Regions from separate parts of the Capsicum annuum genome. Here region 2 is linked to region 1. The links are chromatin contacts, called in public Hi-C maps. All regions are on one chromosome and are shown on one strand. The core of a region is the stretch at or near the end of the contact, and the rest is flanking DNA. Distances in the headings are between cores, read along the strand shown. Region 1 holds the start of LOC107879536 (30S ribosomal protein S1, chloroplastic). Region 2 holds the start of LOC107879547 (chlorophyll a-b binding protein CP26, chloroplastic).

Region 1 (5,269 bases), core at 2,077-4,576:
TTTTTGACAAAAGGAAATACCCTTTACTTTCTCAAGCATCTTCAGAACCAGTCTGGACTTTTGATGAAAATGCAAAATGAGTCATTTTGATCGAAAGGAATGAGATGATTAAAGTATTGGCATTTCGAAATTCAGAAAGATGACTTGAAAAAAAAAAAAGAGACAAGAAGAAAAGAAATAATGAAGAATATCCAGTTGCATAACTGTAGTGGATAAGGAAACTATTTTGGCATCATGAGAACTGAACTGAAGAAAACATTGGTATTAATATACAACAATGAATTGGCAAGGTAGTATTAATACAAACAAATAAAATAACACTTGGAAATACTTGCCTTCTCAAAGACAAGCTTTGGATTGCGAATCATGTCACCAGGTGTAGGCTCTAGCTTCTTTGTAGAAAGGCTCACTCGACCTCTCTCACGATCATGGCTCAATATCATGACCTACAATGAAATTGAGCACATAATTGCAGATTTTCTTCAAATATGGAAAGCTATTTCATAACTTAAGAGATTTCTATGCGCACCTTGAGAGTGTCACCAGGCTGGAGAACTGTTGCAATATCTGAGACACGATCATGACTAATCTGGCTCACATGAAGAAGGCCATTGATTCCACCAATGTCAATGAAGGCACCATACGGTTTCAAGCTCTGAACAGTTCCTAGAACGACTGAGCCTATTCCCAATTGTGCCTGACTATCAGCCATCGCCTTACGATTGCTGAGAACAAGTCTGGATTGCTCTTCATCAACCTCAACAAACTTCAGAGGAAGTTCCTTTTCCAAAAGCTCCTCCGCTGTTGATTTCTGAAACATCAAAAATTTGTGTTTTTGTTTTTGGATAAGCTACACTAAAAAGAGAGTTTCTTGGGATGAGTTTCAAATAGTCATAGTGATTTTTTATTGGAAAAACAGAAGGGTGAAGCTCCAACCCCACCAAATTATAACCCATGGGTTGGATATTGAATCAAGAAATAAATTCATAAGTGAAAAGCTGAGTTGACAATGGGTAACAAAATAGAGCCTATGGTATATACAACTATATTCTCTTTAGAAACTGACATATACAATTATATTCTATTCTCTTTTTTTAAGAAAAAATAAAATAATCGGGACGTTCTAGAGGGTCGGTGGCGCAAGGTTCGAAACCCAGTGGGTGATGGATTCGCTCCTCTACTCTTCTCTACTTACAAGAGTGTTGTTGAGTTTTGCACTTAGAAGACCTATAGTCTATTGCCTTTTGACTTACAAATCACCAAGATATCCCTCAGATTAATACCATTGCAAACCATTTTGAATTTTTCATGGTTCTCCTCGTAGGAATCACTTAGTATTGACATAGATACAATATCCCGCATTGGCCACCTTCCTTTTCATTAACATGGTGCTCCAAGGTCTCGTAATGTCACTTCAGTCGATCTTTTAATACAGAATTTAGATACTTGTTATAGCTAATTTTTTATGATTATTATAGTGTTAGTATAATTAATACTAGTTTGTTAGACCCACTTTACATTTCTTTAACTTCAATTCATTGATCCAACATTAATTAGGGCACATCTCATATCATTGCAGAAAAGAAACATCTCTTTCTGCCACATGGAAGCTCTCTCACCTTAACCAGAAAGCCAAAAACCAAAAACGTTTATACTTTAACAGTTCCACAGGGATAGAGGAATCGTGTAGAATATAGGTTTGCATATTACTTAGGATATTATTTCTATTTAATAGGATCTTGTAAAAGGCTACCTTATTAGAATAGGATAACAACTCCTATAAAATGAGCCACTTAGAATCGAGCTTCAGTCAGTGAAACTAGTAGTTTTCTTTAGTCACATTTCCCATTTACAATCTGAATATGTCTGGTCTGGATGACAGAAGATCTACAAGTAAAAATTATTAACGTCTTCACAAAATAGATTATAACTTATGCGATGAATGTATAACTAACCGTTGATATCTGGGAGAATGGAACAAAACCACGAAGGCCCTCGACCAGAGCGACCACTCCACCTTTATTTGCGCCGACCAACTGCAAAACCATCGACAGAAACAAGACTTGGATCATTGACATAGAAGTGAATGCCCTGCTAAAGCAGTGTGCTATGCAGAGATGACAGCAAGAAGGTATGCCTAGTGTTGGTTAATAAAAAAATAAGATCCAAAATCATGATACACAGTGACATTCCAAGTCATCATAGAATTTCATTTCTGGTATTAATAATTTAGAGGAAACACATACCTTGCCTTTGACGACTACGTCTTCAGCTTGTAGCTGCCTGCATCTCTCCCATGCAAGGTCATACTGAATTGATCGCAAACTCAAAACCAAACTATCATCAGCTTCATTTTCACCAACTACGACAAACTCCTCACGCAAGCCAGGAAATATTCCGGCTTCCTCTACATGTTTGATGGTGTGAAGTGAGGCCTCACGTATAGGCAAGTATGCAGATGATTTTGCAGTGATGTCAACTAGAGCTCCATTTGCTTCTACAGAAAAAACTGTTCCTTTCACCTAAACAGACAAAAATCAAACTTTTCGTTCGCTGTTGACAATCAGAGTAGTAACTTTTATACTTGAGCTATAAGCCATTTTTGACTAACCAAGCTAATCTCAAAAATCCAGTGATAGACTAAAGAATACGATTTACTATTGTCTACAAAATAACAGATTTCAATCGAATACAAAATAGACACCTCATAGCATTGTGTTTATCATTTTACAATTTGAGGGAAAAAACAACACTCAATTAGTAGAAAATTAGTTGAGAAAGAGAAAAGAAGAAATTCAACCTTGGTACCAACTTCGGAATCAAAATCATATTTTTCAAGGGCAGAATGAAAATCATCAACAGTAAAGGCAACACCTTCCATAGGTGTAGTGCGACATCTCTCATAGGCATCCTCAAATATCTCCTTAAGCTTTAGTCTTTCTCTCGTTTGTGCATTTGTGACCACTGCTGCAGAAGCTTGTGCTGCTATTCTTGCCTTTTGGATCTGCTGCTTACTCTGATGATTGATGCGATTGACAAGCTTCTTTGTTGAAATTGGTGGGCACTTCAACCCAACGAACTGCCGTGCCAAAGAAGCCATTTTTGGTAATCTCAGGAAATGAATAATTCGTTACTCGCCAGCTTCTTTGGGTAGATATAGATAAGATAAAAGGAACAAGAACAGAAACACCAACGCAACACGGTCCCACTTCACCTCTAATGGGTCGTTTGGTGCGGGATATTCCGATAAATAGTTTCAGAATAAAAGATAATTCACAGATAAAATTGTTGTCTTGTTTGATTGCAAATTTGAAATAATTTATTATATTATGAGATTAAATAGTATGGATATGCTTCTATCCTCTAAAATTATTCATTTTAAATTTTTTTATTTAATTTTTTATTTTATTTATTTTTTTATTAATTAAGATAAAATAATTTTTTTCTATTATACCCTTAATAATTGATTATTCCTTATTACTAGCATTGAATTATCAAATCTTGAAAAATATTATAAGAAATTTGGTAATCGTATGATCCTAATTATTCATGCAAAAAATATTTTGGTACCATCCATATAATAACTCCGTCAATATTAGAATTAACAACATGACACAATTAACAGGGGTAAAATGATAAAGTTACATTATCGATCATTGTTTTCTTAATAGTTGTGCCATTTCAATTTGGGACGGAGGGATAAGGTTATTACATCCTTTTGGTATAATAATTTCTAAATAATTCATCTTCACATAAAGTCATAAAATAACAAAATTATCCTTCAAATCCTTCGATTATAACTTTTCACATATAGAAGGTGAAAGATATTTCTATAAATAATAATATATTCTTAGAAAGAATGTAATGTATAGTATTATTTTTAGTACTATAAATCATACAACCACTAAAAAATTATATCGAAATAACTAATTTCAGGATAATTAATCTCAACATAACTAGTCTCGGCATAACTTGTTTTCAAATTAAACGACCCCTAAATTTCTTAGCTGGCTTTCTTTAAGACAATTGAGTGGTAGGAGACAAATAAGTTTGAAATTTAAAAAGGTGACAATTTTGAGCAATTAAGGTGAAATTTTCAATTAATGTTTGATTAAGCTAATTTATGTGTGAAGTGTAATTTTGAAAACTTTTAAACTTTAAAAAGAATTCCCTCTCAATTCAAATTTTAAAATTTAAAACTTTCCCCTACCTTATCTTATTAATATTTCTTTCTTTTTTTTCCTCTTTTTTCTCTCTCATATTTCTCTTTTCCTTCATCTTTTTTCTACTTTTTCTTTGTCATTTTTTTCTCACAATCATCGCTACTAAGACGTTCATCTTTTTTATTGCATTATTCTTCTTGCTATTCTCTTTCTCTTTTTATTTTTATTTTTATAAATTATTTTCTTTTAATTTTGAGAACTTTAAAAAAATGATATTCTTTAGATGTTTGAAGAAATTATGCAAAAAATCAAGCAACTACGATAGTTGCTTCAACAACTGCGGTAGTTGCTACAATAATTGGGTAGTTTCTATAGCAACTGTGATAGTTGCTACATTAAGTATGATAGTTGTTGCAACGAGTGTGGTAGTAATTGCAGCTAGGACTAGACATATTTTGATTCAAACCGAAAAAATGGGAAAATTCAAATCGAAATTTAATTTTGATTTCATTTTTCAATTCTTTGGATCAAATTCAAATTTTAGAAATTCAGTTAATTGATTCGATTTTTAGTTTTTCAAAAAAAAATTGGTTATATCGAAAAATCAAAATTATATATATGTAGTTATGTATTATGTAAAACTTATAGTTATTTCATTTCATTTTCAGTTATGTATTATGTAAAACTTATAGTTATTTCATTTCATTTCATACATGTTGAGTTATTTATATTTGGGAATGAAAAATAGGTTTAAAAAAATTATTTTTCTAAAAAATCATTAATTTTAAATGGTTAGTCATAGTAAAGAAAGGCTCACTACTTTAATCTTCAAAATCAAAATCAAAATTTAAAATAATCAAATCGAATTTGTACAAATCGAACCAAACCAAATTTATTTCAGTTTGATTACGGTTGGCATTTTCTTCAATCCAAAAATTAAAAAATCAAACCGATATTAAACAACCAAATCGAACAAACCGAATGTCCATCCTTAGTTACAGCAACTGTGGGTAGTAAGTGCAGATAGCAACTCGGTAGTTGATGCAGTAACTCGATAGTTGCTGCAACAACTATTATAATTATTGTGTTGCAGCAATTGTTGTAGT
Region 2 (6,018 bases), core at 3,098-5,597, 590 kb before region 1:
TAAGGGACAAAGATGTCTTTTACTTGGTCAAATTAGAATGACTTATAAGCCAAAAATAAAAAAGTAAGGGTTGAGGTACTTTCGACTTTTGGCTTTAAAAAAGTCATTTTAACTTCTTTTTAAGCAATTTTTGAAGTTGTCAAACACTTTAAAATGTAAAAAATGACGTAAAAGCTATTTTGATCAGCTTTTAAGCTCATCCAAACACCCTCTTAAGTAATAAAAAAGTTATCAAAAATACTTTTGACATAAATAAAAAAATAACAAGGCATAAGTTTGATCTTATAAGGCAAAACAAAAAAGTGAACGGAAATACCTTTGGCATAAAAAAATAAATTATAAGGCACTAGTTAGATCTTACTAAGCAAAACAAATTTTGCAAGATACAAATTATATGTTTTATAAGCATAAGCTTAGTTTCACAAAGTAATTGAAAATATCTTTGACATGAAAAAAATTAAATTGATCCGTGAAAAATATGTGACTTATTTAAATTGAAAAAATCGAAATAATGGACTTATGTCTACCGCTTAGTATCTCAAGAAAAAATTATTTAAGCTCAATTGTTTTGGATCACATCGTCATGATCTTCCTTCAGGAAATTACGTGGTATAACTCCAATAGTGGGTGAATTTGAATTTTTGACCCAAATAAGAAAAGTCTTTAAAGACTAGTCTTTCTTTCTTTTTAAGTATAGTACAAGTATAATTTTTCCCTTCTATACCTCGAATATTTTAAAAATTTTCATACTTATTTGTCTCTCAAATTCTATTTTTATTTTTCTTATTTTCACTTTTTTATTTTTTCTTTAATTTTATTTTCATGTTTTAATTTATTTATCTCAACCTTTATTTTTTTCTATTTTTTTCCCAAACATTATCTATTTCTCCATTTTTTTTAATTCATTTGTCTCAACCTTTAATTTTTTGTTATTTTTTATTTTCACCATTCCCCCTTTTCCCCTCATTTTTCTCAAACTTTATTTTTATTTTTATCTTCTCATTTTTGTTTTTTCTATTTTTATTTTTTTCTTGCCTTTTTTTCTGAATCTCTTTTTTTTATTTCTCTATGTTATTTGATCTCTTTTTTTTTTCCTCAACTTCTATTATATTTTGCTAATAAATAAAAAATTGGATAATCCACAAAATAATCTTCTTTTTTGATATCAAAACAAATGTAAGGGCATGGATTGTTGTTAGAAAGTTGTTTGATATAAGTTTTACCTCTAAGGCAAAAATTATAGAGCAGCTCATAAATCAAGGTACAATGTGGTGGTGTCAAGTTTTGCTTGTGGAGCATAACTTGTTGTTTGAAAATCCTTGAGTTAAGTCTTGCTTCTAAGGCAAGAGTTATAGAACATCTCATAAATTAAAAATAATGTGGCAGTATCAACACTTGTTGATTGGGTGTAACTTTTTATTTTGGGAGGTTCTTGGGCTAAGTTTAGAGGCAAGACTAATAGAGCATTATATAAATAAAAAAATAATACGATAGCTTCAACTCTTTTTCATGAGGCGTAACTTGTTTGCTAAGTCTTGCCTCTAAAGCAAAAGTTATAGAATATCTCATAAATCAAGACACGATGTGGTATTGTCAACTCTTGCCCATAGAGCGTAACTTGCTGTTTGAAAGTCCTTGGACTAATTCGAGCCTCTAATGCAAGAGTTATAGAACATCTCACAGATCAAGACATAATGTGGTAGTGTCAACTCTTACTCATGGGGCATAACTTGTTATTTTCCTTGATTTATAAAACATCTCATAAATCAAGACACAATGTGGTAGTGTCAAATCTTGTATGTGGAGCGTAACTTGTTGTTTAAAAGTCTTTGAGCGAAGTCTTGTCTCTAAAGCAAGAGTTATAGAATATCTCATAAATTAAAACATAATATGATAGCGTCAACTCTTACCCATAGGGCGTAACTTGTTATTTGAAAGTCCTTGGGCTAAGTCTTGCCCCTAAGGCAAGAGTTATAGAATCTCTTATAAATCAAAACACAATGTGATAATGTTTACTCTTGCCCATGGAGCTAAGTCTTTGGTCTAAGTCTTGCCTCTAAGAAAAGAGTTGTAAAATATCTCATAAATTAATACACAATGTGATGGTGTCAATTCTTGCCCATGGAGCATAACTTGTTGTTTGATGGTCCTCAGGCTAAGTCTTACCTCTAAGACAAGAGTTATAGAGCATTTCATAAGTAAAAACACAATGTGTTAGTGTTGACTCAGGCCTAATATATGTAACTTGTTTGAAAATTCTTTGGATAAGTCGTGTTTCTAAGGCGAGAGTTGTAGAACATCTCATAAATAAAGACATAACGTGGTAGTGTCAACTCTTGCCCGTGGGGCATAATTTGTTGTTTGAAAGTCCTTGAGCTAAGTCTTGCCTTTAAGGAAAGAGTTGTGGCACATCTCATAAATGAAGACATAATGCGGCAGTGTCAACTCTTGCCCGTGGGGCAAATTTATAGTTTGAAAGTCTTTGAACTAAGTCTTGCCTCTAAGCAAGAGTTATAGAGCATCTTATAAATGAAGACATAATGCGGTAGTGCCAATTCTTTCCCGCGGGACATAACTTGTAGTTTGAAAGTCCTTGAGCTAAGTCTTGCCTCTAAGGTAAGAGTTATAGAGCATCTCATAAATCAAAATGCAATGTGGTAGTGTCAACTCGTACTTATGAAACATAACTTGTTGTTTGAAAGTCATAAGTCTTGCCTCTATAATGTGGTAGTGTCAACTCTTGTCCATGAAACGTAGCTTGTTGTTTGAAAGTCATAAGTCTTGCTTTTATAATGTGATAGTGTCAATTATTGCTCATGAGATGTAATTTGATTGGAAGAAATCGAAGAATAGAACAAAAATAAAAAAAATTGCGAAAAAAGAAGAAAATGAAGAAAAATATTAAAAAAATAAAAATCAAAGAAAATGTAGAAGTTGAGAGAGAACGGAAAAAAAAAATAAAGGTTGATAAAAATAAAAAAATAAAAAATAAAAATAAAGTCCGAGATTTTTTTTTTTTAAATAATAAAAATCAAAGATTTTTTTTTTATAAAGTATACGCTAAGAGGAGTAAAGAAAAAAAAAGGAAGGATTGGCAAAAACAAAAAAGAACAAAAAAAGGAGGAAAGAAAAAATAAAAAACTCAAAGTAAAATAAAAAAGAAAAAAAAAAGAAGTTAAGCGGAAAAAAAAAAAAGTGAGGGTTGAGAAAAATAAAAAATCAAAATAAAAAATAAAAATTAAAGTAAAATTTAAAAGAGAAAAAAATAACAATTGAAAAATGAATAAACATGAAGCTGTTATATGAGAATCATTTATGTAATTTATTCAATTGATTTGGGATAATTTTATCTGAAAATATATCACTTAATAGCTGAAGACTACTTTTATAAAACTTTTTTATTTGAGGTCAAAACTTGAAAGCGCCTGAAGTTATTCTGTAGTTTTCCCATTTTCCTTTCTCGTAAATCATCTAGTATATAATTAGGCCTAGATAGACTGATAGAGCTTCTAATATAATTAGGCTCAAAGGTGGTCCCACATGAAAACGATAGGTATATACATGCACTTGTTAACTTATAGAAAAAATTATTGAACACTCTTAACGCACGAGTTAGAATTTAAGGTGTAAGCTACAAACGCAGGACCTCGTTGTTGTAAATTGGAGCTATAACTATCACTCCACATAGCAAACCTTACAAATTAAAGTCATTTAATTCATACTATACATTAGTACACTAATTCTATGTGTGTTCAATAAAATTTCGCTCGAAACGGGATTGCTTGCTTGACATGTTTTAGCTAACATGCACGTCTTTGATGGTGTTAAAACCCAGAATTCGCCCTTGATTAGGCTTAATTAGAGTAAGAAAACATAACTTATAAGATTGGTGTTAAGAAGCAATGCTTGCACCCAAAAGAAAAAGTAAAGGAAAGAAAACAAAAATGCCACTCCTAATATATTTTGGCAGATTGCATATGAATAAAAAGAAAATACTATAAAAAGAGAAAAAAAAGTTATGCTCCAATAGAAAAGAAGGTGGTGTTTGTATCAATGTGGATAGGGTCACGTTATCCCAAGTCTCCTCCAGGAGTTTTGAAATGCATGCCATGTCAGTACTGTCATCTGCCACTTCACAAACTCCTTCCTATCAAAACACTGCATCAGATTGCATATCCCTTACACCCAATCACAACCCAACACTTGGCACTCCCACAACCACCAGAACAAGCTTTAAGCTAGTATCTCCACTCCAAATACCATCCACACTTCTCACTTTCTCATCATCAACACACTAACTGATCGATATCACCTTCAATTATCCAAAGCCAGCTTCACCGGTTAGCTATGGCTGCAGCTACCTCCCTGTACGTCTCAGAGATGCTCGGAAGTCCGGTCAAGTTCAGTGGTGTGGCAAGGCCTGCTGCTCCTACTCCTGCATCATCCCCTGCCACCTTCAAAACTGTTGCCCTTTTCAAAAAGAAGTCTGCTGCGGCTCCTGCCAAAGCTAAGGCCGCCGCTGCCTCCCCTCTTGACGATGAGCTCGCCAAGTGGTACGGTGAGTAACATATATTCGCCTTTCCTAACATATTATTACTCCCTCTGTCTCAAAATAATTGTCACCTTAGCTCATTTTAGGCCCATTAAGAAAAATAACACGTATAATTATAGTTAACTAAGCTAACAAAACCAGTGTGTTGGAATAAAAAGATGAAAATATAGGAAGGCTTTTTTAATTTATATGCTTAACATCTGCAAATATTTTCAGGACCGGACAGAAGAATTTTCCTGCCCGAGGGTCTGTTGGACAAATCAGAAATCCCAGAGTACTTGAACGGAGAAGTTCCTGGAGAGTAAGCCTCTATCTACTTCTATATATGCTTTTTTCTTTTTTTTCACATTTGTCTTCTTTTCTTCTTGATAGTCCTGCATCTCATAATTTAGCTGAAAAATTATACTGCTAACGTAAAAGAAATTACGAGTGTATATATAAAAGAATTTTTTTTCTACTTGCTGCAGCTACGGTTATGATCCTTTTGGTCTCAGCAAGAAGCCAGAAGACTTCGCCAAGTACGTGTACTAGTGACACATTAATTAATTACACTTTCGTATGTCAATTTTGTTCTTGTTGTTTTTGGAGATTGATCTAAGTTTAAAATTGCTCGATCTGGTGCAGATATCAGGCATATGAACTGATCCACGCCAGATGGGCTATGCTCGGTGCTGCTGGATTTATTATCCCTGAAGCCTTCAACAAATTTGGTGCCAACTGTGGTCCTGAGGCTGTTTGGTTCAAGGTATATATCGCAATTATATTAATTGCACCTGTCTTGATTGGTTAAATGTGAGGGAAATGCTCAGTATGAAATTTTGTCTCGTGTGTAGACCGGAGCTTTACTTCTAGATGGAAACACATTGAACTACTTCGGAAAGAACATTCCCATCAATCTTGTTCTAGCTGTCATCGCAGAGGTTGTTCTTGTTGGTGGTGCTGAGTACTACAGAATTATAAATGGCTTGGTGAGCTCTCTTATTACTACCACAACTATATTACTTCTTAAATGACTATTATATGCACAAGTCATAGTTGAGTCCATGAATTCCATCACCACACTTTTCGCGACATTGTAGCTTCATCAAAAAAAAAGAATTATGTGCAGTGACAGTTGTGGTTAATAATTCGCAGGATAGCTTTGGCTAAAATCCTATATTTATGTCAACAAGTCACTTAGTATTTATAAAACATTTATCCAGAACCTAATAACTGCTTTTCTCTAGAATCTAGAAACAAGCAAGCTGTTTTTTTTTTTCTGAACTCTAGAACCCATGAAGTCAAAATACTTCTATCAGATTTGCTGCTCCCATTTGATTAGATTGTGGACAGGGGTGGAGTTAGAGTATTAACACTCAAGTTTGGACAAACTCAATAACTCTCTTTAAATCTTGTGAATCCAATAACTAAAACTAGTTACGAATTTGATAGCAAATTCAAAACCCATAAACTTTAAATCTTGAATC

Evidence for each region. A called contact is a pair of places that touch in the nucleus more often than the background predicts.
Region 2: a Hi-C map of placenta shows a contact between it and region 1, with 3 times the contacts expected there. The contact joins the promoter of LOC107879547 here to the promoter of LOC107879536 in region 1. A contact is called at or near these places in 2 of 5 Hi-C or Micro-C datasets (leaf and placenta).

What each region holds. Positions count from the first base shown.
Region 1 is chr1:133,254,195-133,259,463 of UCD10Xv1.1, reverse strand. It overlaps LOC107879536 (30S ribosomal protein S1, chloroplastic), which reads right to left and starts at 3,326. Exons shown (of 7, transcript XM_016726564.2): 1 at 2,801-3,326; 2 at 2,247-2,522; 3 at 1,956-2,036; 4 at 530-811; 5 at 336-446. The coding sequence starts at 3,100.
Region 2 is chr1:133,841,629-133,847,646 of UCD10Xv1.1, reverse strand. LOC107879547 (chlorophyll a-b binding protein CP26, chloroplastic) reads left to right here and starts at 4,347. Exons shown (of 6, transcript NM_001325124.1): 1 at 4,347-4,558; 2 at 4,769-4,853; 3 at 5,020-5,070; 4 at 5,177-5,297; 5 at 5,386-5,520. The coding sequence starts at 4,348.